3 separate regions of the Mus musculus genome follow, and regions 1 and 2 are each linked to region 3. The links are chromatin contacts, called in public HiChIP or PLAC-seq and promoter capture Hi-C maps. All regions are on one chromosome and are shown on one strand. Each heading gives the region's core, a stretch centred on a gene start, on an enhancer-like site or on the middle of the called end of the contact. The rest is flanking DNA. Distances are from core to core; before and after follow the strand shown. Region 1 overlaps Afdn (afadin, adherens junction formation factor). Region 2 has its middle 28 kb from the start of Gm7168. Region 3 has its middle 42 kb from the start of Rnu6.

Evidence for each region. HiChIP or PLAC-seq counts read pairs in DNA pulled down with a chosen protein or histone mark. Capture Hi-C pulls out chosen DNA fragments and counts their contacts.
Region 1: a promoter capture Hi-C map of adipose tissue shows a contact between it and region 3. The contact joins two enhancer-like sites. A contact is called at or near these places in 2 of 484 Hi-C or Micro-C datasets (cortical neurons and embryonic fibroblasts), 5 of 115 datasets of contacts at active chromatin or transcription factors (embryonic basal ganglia, embryonic stem cells, extraembryonic endoderm stem cells and 1 more) and 3 of 9 other capture datasets (adipose tissue, embryonic stem cells and liver).
Region 2: a FOXA1 HiChIP or PLAC-seq map of pancreatic cancer cells shows a contact between it and region 3. The contact joins two enhancer-like sites. A contact is called at or near these places in 1 of 15 datasets of contacts at CTCF or cohesin (the NIH/3T3 cell line), 2 of 484 Hi-C or Micro-C datasets (bone marrow-derived macrophages and nephron progenitors), 3 of 115 datasets of contacts at active chromatin or transcription factors (epiblast stem cells, extraembryonic endoderm stem cells and pancreatic cancer cells) and 2 of 9 other capture datasets (embryonic stem cells and embryonic tail).

Annotation. Positions count from the first base shown.
Region 1 is chr17:13,865,454-13,868,800 of GRCm38.p6, reverse strand. All of the region lies in intron 22 of Afdn (afadin, adherens junction formation factor), which reads right to left. Among named protein-coding and RNA genes, the nearest start is that of Gm7168, 81 kb to the left of the region's middle. Within about 2 kb of position 1,485, at least 134 of the 459 cell types and tissues checked have an H3K27ac peak or open chromatin away from gene starts, as enhancers often do. A contact at or near this core is called in adipose tissue, embryonic fibroblasts and pancreatic cancer cells, where this site is marked.
Region 2 is chr17:13,918,633-13,922,204 of GRCm38.p6, reverse strand. No RefSeq gene overlaps it. Among named protein-coding and RNA genes, the nearest start is that of Gm7168, 28 kb to the left of the region's middle. Within about 2 kb of position 1,309, at least 83 of the 459 cell types and tissues checked have an H3K27ac peak or open chromatin away from gene starts, as enhancers often do. A contact at or near this core is called in pancreatic cancer cells, where this site is marked.
Region 3 is chr17:13,472,784-13,476,158 of GRCm38.p6, reverse strand. No RefSeq gene overlaps it. Among named protein-coding and RNA genes, the nearest start is that of Rnu6, 42 kb to the right of the region's middle. Within about 2 kb of position 1,263, at least 44 of the 459 cell types and tissues checked have an H3K27ac peak or open chromatin away from gene starts, as enhancers often do. A contact at or near this core is called in adipose tissue, embryonic fibroblasts and pancreatic cancer cells, where this site is marked.

The DNA.
Region 1 (3,347 bases), core at 236-2,735, 390 kb before region 3:
GGGCTTAGGTCACTTCTCCAGCCAGGCCCTTTGTAGCACACGCGTTGTCCTCTAGGCTCCAGATGCCTGTACTCCACTGCTGCTGCTGCTCTTGGTGGTCATCTCATGGTACTGGCATCTCCAAAACCAGTACCACCTGGGTGACCCTTACACATTAACAAGTCCCGCTGCAGCAGGAGTACAACCTTGACTATCTTTGGAACACAGCCTCTTTGTGCTTTCAGAAAACACTTCTCAGAAGATGTCACCTCAACGATGCTGGTCTCTTCTTAATCACCGCTAATTGCTTAGCTCCAGCTAACCTGCATCAAAAGCTCCTTTCTCTGTGATAACTCCAGCTGTGTCAAGTTGACACAGAACCAGCCAGTACAGGAACCTTATGATTTAATCTAAGATTTAAAAACTTAAAACTCGGGTATTTAGTTTAAAAGAACTAACTGTAACATCATTAAGGCAGTAATTAGCCAATTGTTTCTTAAAAAAATATTGCAATATATAGTAAAAATATGCTGTAATATATAGTAGTAAAAAGCAGTAATTAGCCAATTGTTTCTTAAAAAAATATTGCAATATATAGTAAAAATATGCTGTAATATATAGTAGTAAAAATAAACACAGTAGTAAATATTTTAATATATTTAAACTATAAGTTGATATTTTCATGTTTTAAAAAAGAACAGCACATCAAAAAGCTGTGGAGAAAGTCTACTCTGAAGCTATCAAATGTAGCCGAAAGTTATGAGCACCTGACTATGTCTGCTTTTGCAAATTATACAACGGCAGTTACCATTTAAAGCCATTTCTACCATATTATAACTAGTAGGGCTAAATCTTATGGGTTTTTTTTTTCCTGAATAAAAAAATATCATAAGAACTTCACATTTTTATGAACCTTAAATATTTGCAACATAAACAGAGAACAACAACAATCTGGGTATGTAATTACAAGCTACGTTACAAGCCTCACTCTAGATGAGCAAGTTAATTATTAACAGGTTTGAACAAGCCAGAGTGCAGGAGGAAGCATTCTTTAAGGATCAGTTTGCACAAGAACATTCAGGACAACACCCTGAAGAAACTCACCACTGATTCTGCCCTTCCGACAACAGAGAACCACATGTTATCTCCAGGACAACAGCCTCGAGCTGGAGACTAGTTGTCTACTTCTCTCAGTTCCCACAGCAAGCAGCACAGCTGGCTTTTCGGGACTGGCTGGCCACAATGCCGACTGGGTGCTGTGACACTGTATGGCATTTATCAACAGGAACTGGAACCAACGCAACACTCAGGTTCTTATGCAACCCAGCCACTCAGATTTTCATTCCCTTCGTCCTTTACTAAACTTTAAAGGGTTATAAAAATGAACGGGAATTGTTTGTATTTTAAAAATCCAAATTAAACAGGAAGCGTCGGCACGGTGCTATCCCACAGACGAGTAAGAAGTAGCATGCTGAACTCTCCAAAAGCAATGTCTCCAAAAGTAAACTGCAAACCCACATCGCTTCCAAATCATCTGGATTTCATAATGTTTAACCACCATGTGGAGGGCAAGGAGAAGAACTTAATATCAAAACACGGTTCTGGGTTACAGCAACAGAGACATGCAGCAATTAAAAAAGGGAAGAGGCCTGAGTTAGACACTCAAATTTGCAGCAAACAACAGAAAGGTTTGGGGTGACAGGAAAATACAGTGGGCTGGGTGGAAGTAAGAGCTACATGGAATAAGCAGCTACTGCCAGTGTTTTTGATGGCTTCTTACTCAATCATGAGGGAACACAATCATCACTAAGTCTTAAAGGCACAGAGACAGACAAGCCCATAGGCCTGCAGAGCCCTCAGGCCGAGGGCAGCCTACAAGTAGCTAAGCAGGAGACAGGGCTGACCATCCCAACATGTACCAGAGGTCATCACTATTATCTATATAGACCTAAACACTTCTCACCTGTGCTGTGCTGTCCAGCAGCTGTCCACCCAAGGCGACCTGTGCTTTCTTTGGCTGAGCCTTCCTTCCTATACTATAAACATGACACATACAGAGTGGAATAGGCACAGTGAAACGCTATTTACCTGTGTCGTCCAGAAAACAGATGTTAGGGATACTATTATTCATATATTAAAAATGGCACACTGTCCAGTTTACAAAGTATTTTTAGTTATTTCATTCAGAGTGCCCAATTACCAATTCCTAAATTTTATCTCTGGCTCTAACTTTTTGAGCTCCATTTTCCAATCCCCTGCTAGAAAACACATTAGTTTATCTTACCAGGATCCCAAAATTTCAAGTGTGACATATTCAATCCTGAACTTACAATTAACCTCCACCAACTTCTGCCTGTTCTTTTTCTGACAGTTTTGCCTTCAGGACCCAGCGGCTCAAGTCAGAACCAGATTCTCTGTTTCTCCCCTCAATTCATCCCATCTGAGCACTGCCATGCAGCAAGTATCTACCACCACTGACCATGACCAAGGAACTACCTGCCACTCATCAAGGCAGGAGATAACACATTCCCTCACAAGGGTCTGGTACATTTCTGCTACTGATTACCTCTGCCACCTCTGCTACTAGGATCTTTCATTGCAAAATGAGTGCAGAAACCCTGTGAATTAGCTACTTTTCTCCTGCTATAAAAAGAAAAGCCAAAAACTCAAAACAACAACAATAAAAACAAACAAAAAATGATAAAAGCAACTTAAAAGATAGTTTTTGTTCGTGTCTCATGGTTTGAGGCGGTTAAGTCCATCATCACTGTTGAAAAGCTGTGGCAGCGAGAAGAAGAGGGGCCTGGTCACACTGAATCCACAGTTAAGAAGCAAAGGGGGACAAATGCTGGTGCTCAGCTGGCTCCATCCCTTTCCTTCCTTGTTCAAGTCTAGGAACCCAGTCAATAGGACAATTTGGCCACAGACATGGGTCTTCCCTTCTCAGTTCAATCTCTGAAAACATCCTCAGACAACACAAAGGGGTCTGGGTGTCTCCTGGTGATTCTAAATCCAGCCATGGTGACAACAAAAGCTTATCATCAAAGCCTACAATCCCCACCCCACACAACATAACAGTTATCATACTATACCCTAGTCAAAGCCCTCTCTCACTTACACTAAAACGTACAGTTTTGACAAGATGCACCTTCACAAGGTTGAATCTCAGAGAGGAACTAATACGCCTGTTCTTGTAAATCAGGTTTCAGGGAACACAGGCTGGACTACGACTCTGAGCTTGGCTTGATGCCCTACTTCTCCACATGATACCTGGCAGAGGAACCAAGAGTGGACAAGGATGCAAGACCGACCTTGAGCATCATATGACAGAACGCAAGGTCCTTAGCATCAAGACAGCACCCCAGGAG
Region 2 (3,572 bases), core at 60-2,559, 450 kb before region 3:
ACTGAGGCCTGCTTTGAGTGTTCAGCCACCATTAAGAAAATAGCAGTATTTGGGGCTTGGTAATATGGCCCAGTATTTAAGGGCACTTCAAGACAAGCGTATGGATCCTTGCACCCATATAAACTAGGTGTGGTCTTGGGTGCACCTATGATGTGTGTTGGGGCAGAGATGGAAGTGGCTTACTGGCAGCCAGATGAAAAGTTCAAGCTGCAGGTTCAGGGAGAGATGCTGTCTGAAAAGACTACAGTGAGGAATGACAGAGAGTAATCCCCAGCACCCTCCTCTAGCCTGTGTGTGTGTGTGTGTGTGTGTGTGTGTGTGTGTGCGCGCACGTACAAAAATACAAACATGTACACATACACACATACTATACTCACACACACACAAAAAGGACAGAGATGTTGTGTGCCATACTACAAGTGTATAGTATAAAGAGAAGACTCAGGGAGGTTGTTGTGGGATGGGAGAACAGGACCCAAAGCATGGAGCTGGCCAGGAGGTCAAACCCCTCTGCAAATCCCAAGGAGACCAGCCGAGCCCAGGGAGTGGAGGTTGCAGGGTAGGAGATGAAATGAAAGAAAAGAGGCAGAGGCAGAGGAAAAGGCAGGGGACAAAGGTCTTCTTAGGAGCATGGCACATGTCCTGCTGAGCCTGGGGGGTCAAGTCTCACTGGAGTCTCATGCTATCACCACCGTGATTTCCTGTATGTCAAAAACATCACTGTCAACCTCAAAGCCCTTAGCTTTTGGAAAAAGAAAGGCCGAAGGGACACTGCCCTTGATAAAACCTAAAGGGGAGGCTGAGTTGGGTGGGATCCTTAGCTGATGGACGTGTTAACACAGATACTGTGGCCACACTCAAGCCCAGTCCTGTTGGTCTTGCCCTGCTTCATGAAGGAGCACCACCCTAAAAGTCAGCTTCACCTGGGCTCCAGAGCTGAGAACTGGGTGTCCCTGCAATGCCTGCCACTGTCCTCTGCCTTCAGATGTGTCCCCAACAGGAACCATCCACAGACTGAATGTGAAAGGACGTTACCAGCTCTGTGACTCAAATGTTTCCTTTCTGCTCCTACAACAGCAAAGAGCTTTCAGTCATCGACCACACAGAAGGTAGCTCAGCAGTGGACCGGCCCTGACCCCTGAAATTTCCACACAGGGCAGCCAGCTCTGTGCCACACACATTTTTAATTCAACTGTAGCAGATTTGTTCACTAAGTTGTAACAAGAATCCATTTCCTGGTATACTGGGCATGTGAGGCATCTCAGGCAGGTGAGGAGGAATTTCAAGAATCTGGCTTGTGGCTTCCTGTGCTGACCCTCCCTGGGTCATCTGGATGATGCCTTCTTGACTTAAGGGAAGAGTGAAAGTGAGCTTTGCTCACAGAGCCAGAAGGCCAGTCTCCTGGGCAGAGGAGCAGAAGGCTGTAGAATTCCTTTTGGTTTGTGGATTCTGTTTGGTCTCAGACCCCAGGACAAGGGACTGAGGTGAATATTTTTACATATGGAAGCAGACCTGACCTCCAAGTTATCCCTAACTAGCATACCCTGCCCCCAATCATGAACTTTCCAGGCCAGGCCCTTCCCTCATATAGGGCTCCTCCCTACATAATCCAGACATTTTGGTCTCCTTCTCCCCTTTCTCCCCCCATCCCATCATTCTGAGCATGTGTTCTGTCTTTCTCTTCCCCCTACCCCTCTCTCCCTTCCCATGGCAACTTCCCTGGCCTTTGTCCTTGGGGCCAGTGAACTCACAGCTTCCCAATAAACCTGCATTTAATATAATCCAATCTGGCTTGAATTGGCTCATTTCACTGGCCGAGAAATAACTTATCAGTTCCTGTCAACTTAGGATTCTATGCTGCCACGAAACTTGCTTGGCTACCCCTTCTGCCAAGCTGGGTTGAAACGCTGATGACCCCTGCTAACCCTAAAGAACTTGCTGCTCTACACCTGTGCCTCAGACCTGGGTGACCCCAGTTACAGTCTTGAATAGCTGGAGGGCTGTCCTGAAGATGCCCATCTATCTTCTACGCAGTCTGAAAGCATCCTCAGTTCAGCTGACACCGTTCAGGTGACTCAGCCAGCTCAGTACCACTGCTGTCCTGAGATGGCTACAGCCTGTATAGTCTGCTTTCTTCCCTTTTCAGATGGGGTCCCTGCACAGAGATTGGGCTTGAGGCAGTCCTAACCCAGCAGGCCTCCAGTCAGCACAGGCTGTGGGGCTCTCTCTCCTGCCTGCCAGCTCTGACCACATAGCTGACTTGGCTTGAGACTGCCAGGCCCAACGAAACTGTTAACAAGTCATACCATACCCAAATGGGACTGGATGCCTCCTTCAGACAGCACTGGACCTGCCCAGCATCTCAGACTACCGAAGCACACTCAGGGATGCTGGAGTACCATTAGCACAGGAGTGAACATGCAGGTGAACAGGAAAGGCTCACATGAGAAAGCAGCCCTGCAATGTTCCCACAAAGGAGGACATGGATATGGAAAAGTGCCAAAAACCAGGGACAGGAGGTGGGACATGACAGACCCACCCACCTGCATTGTACAGACGCTAGCCTTAGAGACAGGGATGGGCTATTTGCTAACCCCGTGGATGAGATTAAGGCCATGATTGAGAAGGGCTAGGGAAGACAGGGATGGGGAGAGGAGGCCAGGAGCCAAGAAGCTACAACCAAAGCTGAGTTTGCTGCTTGCATTTGTTGGGAGTTTATCAAGGTGGCCTAGTAATACCAGTAGCTATTTAGACATGGTCACTGCTGTCGAGACCTCTCATCATTGCTGTGGGGACCCTACTCCAGTATCTATCACCCATATCTTTCTGGCTGTCTGTATCTAAGCAGGCCCAGCCTATCAACACTGACTGTTAAGACAGGTTGTGATCCTCTTGGCTGTTGTTCCCTTTCAATTGTCTATGGTGGTAGACCTCAGCCAGCAGTCAGCACATCTAGAGCTTGCCTATTTTCTGTGTGCCATGCAGTACTTTCTCAAATGCCTGCATTTAGGCACCTTACATCTTCCCAGTGGAAGTCCTTTGTTCTCAGGAACTCTTACCAGGTTCTCAGGAAGGGACTTTTTTTTTTCCTTAAGAACCAGCTGTTCTGTGAAGATCAAAATGTTTTCCTGATGGTTTTATTTTGTTTTATCTTTTCAAGACAAGTTTTCTCTGTGCAGCCCTGGCTATGCCTCTGCCTCCCAAATGCTGGGATTAGAGGTATACACCACCATTGCTCAGCTGAAAACGCTGAGAGACAGACAGAGGGGTAGGGATGGGGAGGGGGTGGGGAGAGAGGGGGGAGGGGAAGAGGGAAAGGGAGAGGGAATTCCCTGAAATGCTTTAGTCAGTACTTATGCTTTGAGCACCCAGAAACTATCCTATCTGTTTAGTGTTCTGAGCATTGAAACAGGCAATGGATGAGCTGAAAAGCAGATGGTTCTCAGATGTGACTCAAGGCCAGTGGAGCTGTCACCAGATGCAGACACACAGATTGTGGGAAATTTGCTAGTAGGGTTCAGAGAAACTAGAAAAAGCACACCTATGGAAGCCATGTCTTTGAGAAGTGGGCT
Region 3 (3,375 bases), core at 14-2,513:
GCACATAGATTCTCCCCTAATGCCTCCAGGTGTGCAGCCTTGCCAGCACCCAGATTTCTGCCCAGTGACAGAGTTATGGGCCTCTGGCTTGAGAGAAAGGGTCCTTCTGCCCTGTCTGCCCAGACCTCCAGGTGCTTCACGGTGTAGCCATCGGACCTAACACACTTGGGACTTGACTTTCACAGTCTAGCAACAGAAAGGAGTGTCATTTAGTTTCCAAGTAATTGGAGGTTATTCAGAGTTCCATTACAGATTGCAAATTTAGTTCCCATGTGTGCGTTTGGTGTCAAGATCTAATCCATGGCTTTGTGCATTCTAGGGAATTGCTCTACCACAGGGTGGGTATGCCTCCAGTTGGAGGAAGCACCCTGTGTGTGATCTTGGTTCTGGTCACTGTGTAGACTTGATTTAAAGTCCAAAGTATGGCCTGTTTTGATCCATGTTCCATGAGCATCTGGAAATCATTGCAGTCTGTACCATGGACTTAGCAGGCTGCTAATGTCCACTAGGTCAGGTTGGCTTGTGGAGTTTCCAGAGTCCTCTTTCCTGGCTTCTTTTCTCTCTGGCAGAGATGAGAAGGGAGCTTGATGAAGCTGTGGCTTTATCTCTTTTCTTTCTCGTTGGTGGTTTTTTGTTTTGTTTTGAATAGTTATTTATTTTATGTGAGTATTCTATCTGTATGTACTTCTGCATGCCAGAAGGAGGCACCAGATACTTTATAGATGATTGTGAGCCACCCTGTGGTTGCTGGGAATTGAACTTAGGACCTTGGGAAGAACAGCCAGTGCCCATAACCACTGAGCCATCTCTCCAGCCCTCTCACTGGAGTTTATTCATGAGCTTTGGAGCTGTTAGTGAGCACTTCTATCTATAAGTAGTAAGTGGCCATGCCCAGGCTTCCATTCATCTCTCATGCTTCTGAATTGAGCTTATTTGGATCTTTAAGTCTAGACTGGCAGCTCAATATTACATATTTATTTCTGGGACTCACAGACAGCTGCTAACACACAGCAATCAGACCGAGAGTGGACACTGCCTCATTCCCAGGACCGGGGACAGCAGGGATACCCTGGAGCTTGGTTAGTAGCTACTTGTGGTTCCTTCTTCCATGGGCAGTGCCCCAGTAGGCACGTGTGGGCGTGGCTCCAAAATACCCAGGATGTTCTGCATCATATCCATCCTATCAGACATCTGCGTGCGACGCAGGGTGACACAGAGCTCTGACTCAGGACCAGCAGCAGCCAGTCAACCTTCATGACTTTCCTCTCCTCTGGCTTGGTGGCAGTGGGAGGTCCTCTACTGAGACGGGGAGCCTAGGAGAGAACTGGGGGGGGGGGTGAATAGTTGGCAGGCACTGGGGGAAATGGGTGTGCCATCATGTTAGTCACTGCTAAGGAAACGTGCGTGTTCCCAGACTCACTGGACCAATACACCCTGTTTATAACCATCGTGGGAGACTAATTTGACTTGGAACTTTTTTTTTTAAGGGAAGAGTTAGGAAAAGACTGGAATTTGGAGCTGGACTCTCCATCTCTGAGTGTTTTACTTTTGGGTGGGCGATATGCTTTACTGAATAATCACTCTGTGTGTGGGTGGTCAGACAGTTTTCTTCTCCGCTCAAGTCCAACAATAGTTTGACTGAGTGTGAAATTCTCACATTCCTATTCTTTCCCTCGAAGTCTCTATAATCACTGCTTCTAAATTTAGTGTGGCAACTGGGACTTCCATGTGGGCTCGAATCTCCTACCTCTGCGAGCTTCTTCCCTTATCAGGGGACCCAACAGCTTCTTTTGTCTCCTGCCTAGGGAGAGGGAATGGTCCTGCTTGCATAAATGTGTGTCTCCCATAGATGTCCTCCATTCTCTGTGAAGACTGTCTTCCCTTGTCTTAGGGGATTTCTCTCTCAGTCAGAGTTGGCCTCTTCAATCTCCACATGGTTGTGCTTTCTAAGTATATGGCTGAAACTGCGCTTCAGAGAAGCCACCAGAGACTTGCTGGCATCAGATCATGAGCATGTACTGTGACTCTGGATTGGGGGGGGGGGGGCTGCCTGAGGCTGCAAGGGTGTGACCTTGTTCCCTGGGTCTGTAGTACTATCAGCGGTTACTGCAGTTGCTTTGTCCTAATATTGATGGAAATCAGTTCATTTTAATTTTTTTTGAGAGAAAGTTGCCAGGCTGCTGTGGAGTCCAAAACCCCCTGGTCTTAGCCCCAGGTAAAAGCTGTCAAGCCGGACTGGATACAAAGTTTGCAAGCCATGAGTGGAACTACAAGTGTCCCTAAGACCCAATGTCACGGCCACCCCTCACCTCCACCCTATTCAGTTGACCAAAGTCAATGAGGAAGGGCCAGAAAACAAACTCAAAATGGGGAGCAGTCACCCCCAGTCACTTGGCCAAAGTGGTAGCTTGAGCCCTGCAGCAGACTACTGACGTGCCAGTGAACAGTGGGTTTCCTGACCCTTCGTCTCTTAGTTATCTCTTTCTCCCCATTATTAGACATTGGGAGTTGATCCAGGAATATAAATATGACCTATAACTAGCTTCATTAATAGCAAATAGTGCAAAATCTAGTTTTCAGGTCCAGGCAGAGTTTGGGGAAATAGGCTCTGTCTTGGGTACTGCCAAACTCAAGTAGGTAGAGTGTTCTGAGCATGCCCATAGGAGGACAGGTGCCCTCTTACCTGCTGACACTGACCGTGGGTACAAAACACTTTATACCAAGCCAACCTAGGTAGGCCCTTGACACCAACGCTGAGCCATTCATTGAGGCAGCCGTGTGGGGGACTACCAGTTGAAGCTGATGAACTGAAGCAGAGTGTAAATGAGGTTCATGCTAGATTTATAAAGCTTCAGAATTAAATGTAACTGTGGCCTGCCATTCCTAACGTATCAAAATGGCCATGTTCTGATATATCCGGTTACATAAACTGTTTCTTTATAATTAATTTTATCTGTTGCTGTTTAATCTCTTGCCCTGCCTCTAAGGAGCAGGGAGAACAGTGTGCCTCAGGGATGGTCTCCTCTGGACACTGTCCAGCTGCTAGCGTGGCCACAGAGTTCTTGTTTGAGCAGCCAGTCTTTCTGTCCTGTTTATCTGCTTGGCCTTTTATTGTGTTTTGTCTTATTCTGTTTTCTCAATGATGCATTAAACAAAATCCTTTGTCTATTAAGTGCAAAGGAGGAATACTTTGGTGAGGAGAGAGTTAAAAAGCAGCCCTAACTGGTGTCCTCTAGACTTCCATAGCACCGTGTCTGTACCTCTGTCCACCAACACTGTAGCGCCTCCACAATGCTCATCAGAGAGGGCTTTCCAGCAAGTGAGACAGTCAGCCTCTGTCACTAGAAGCTATGCCCTGCTGACCAGCCAGGCAAG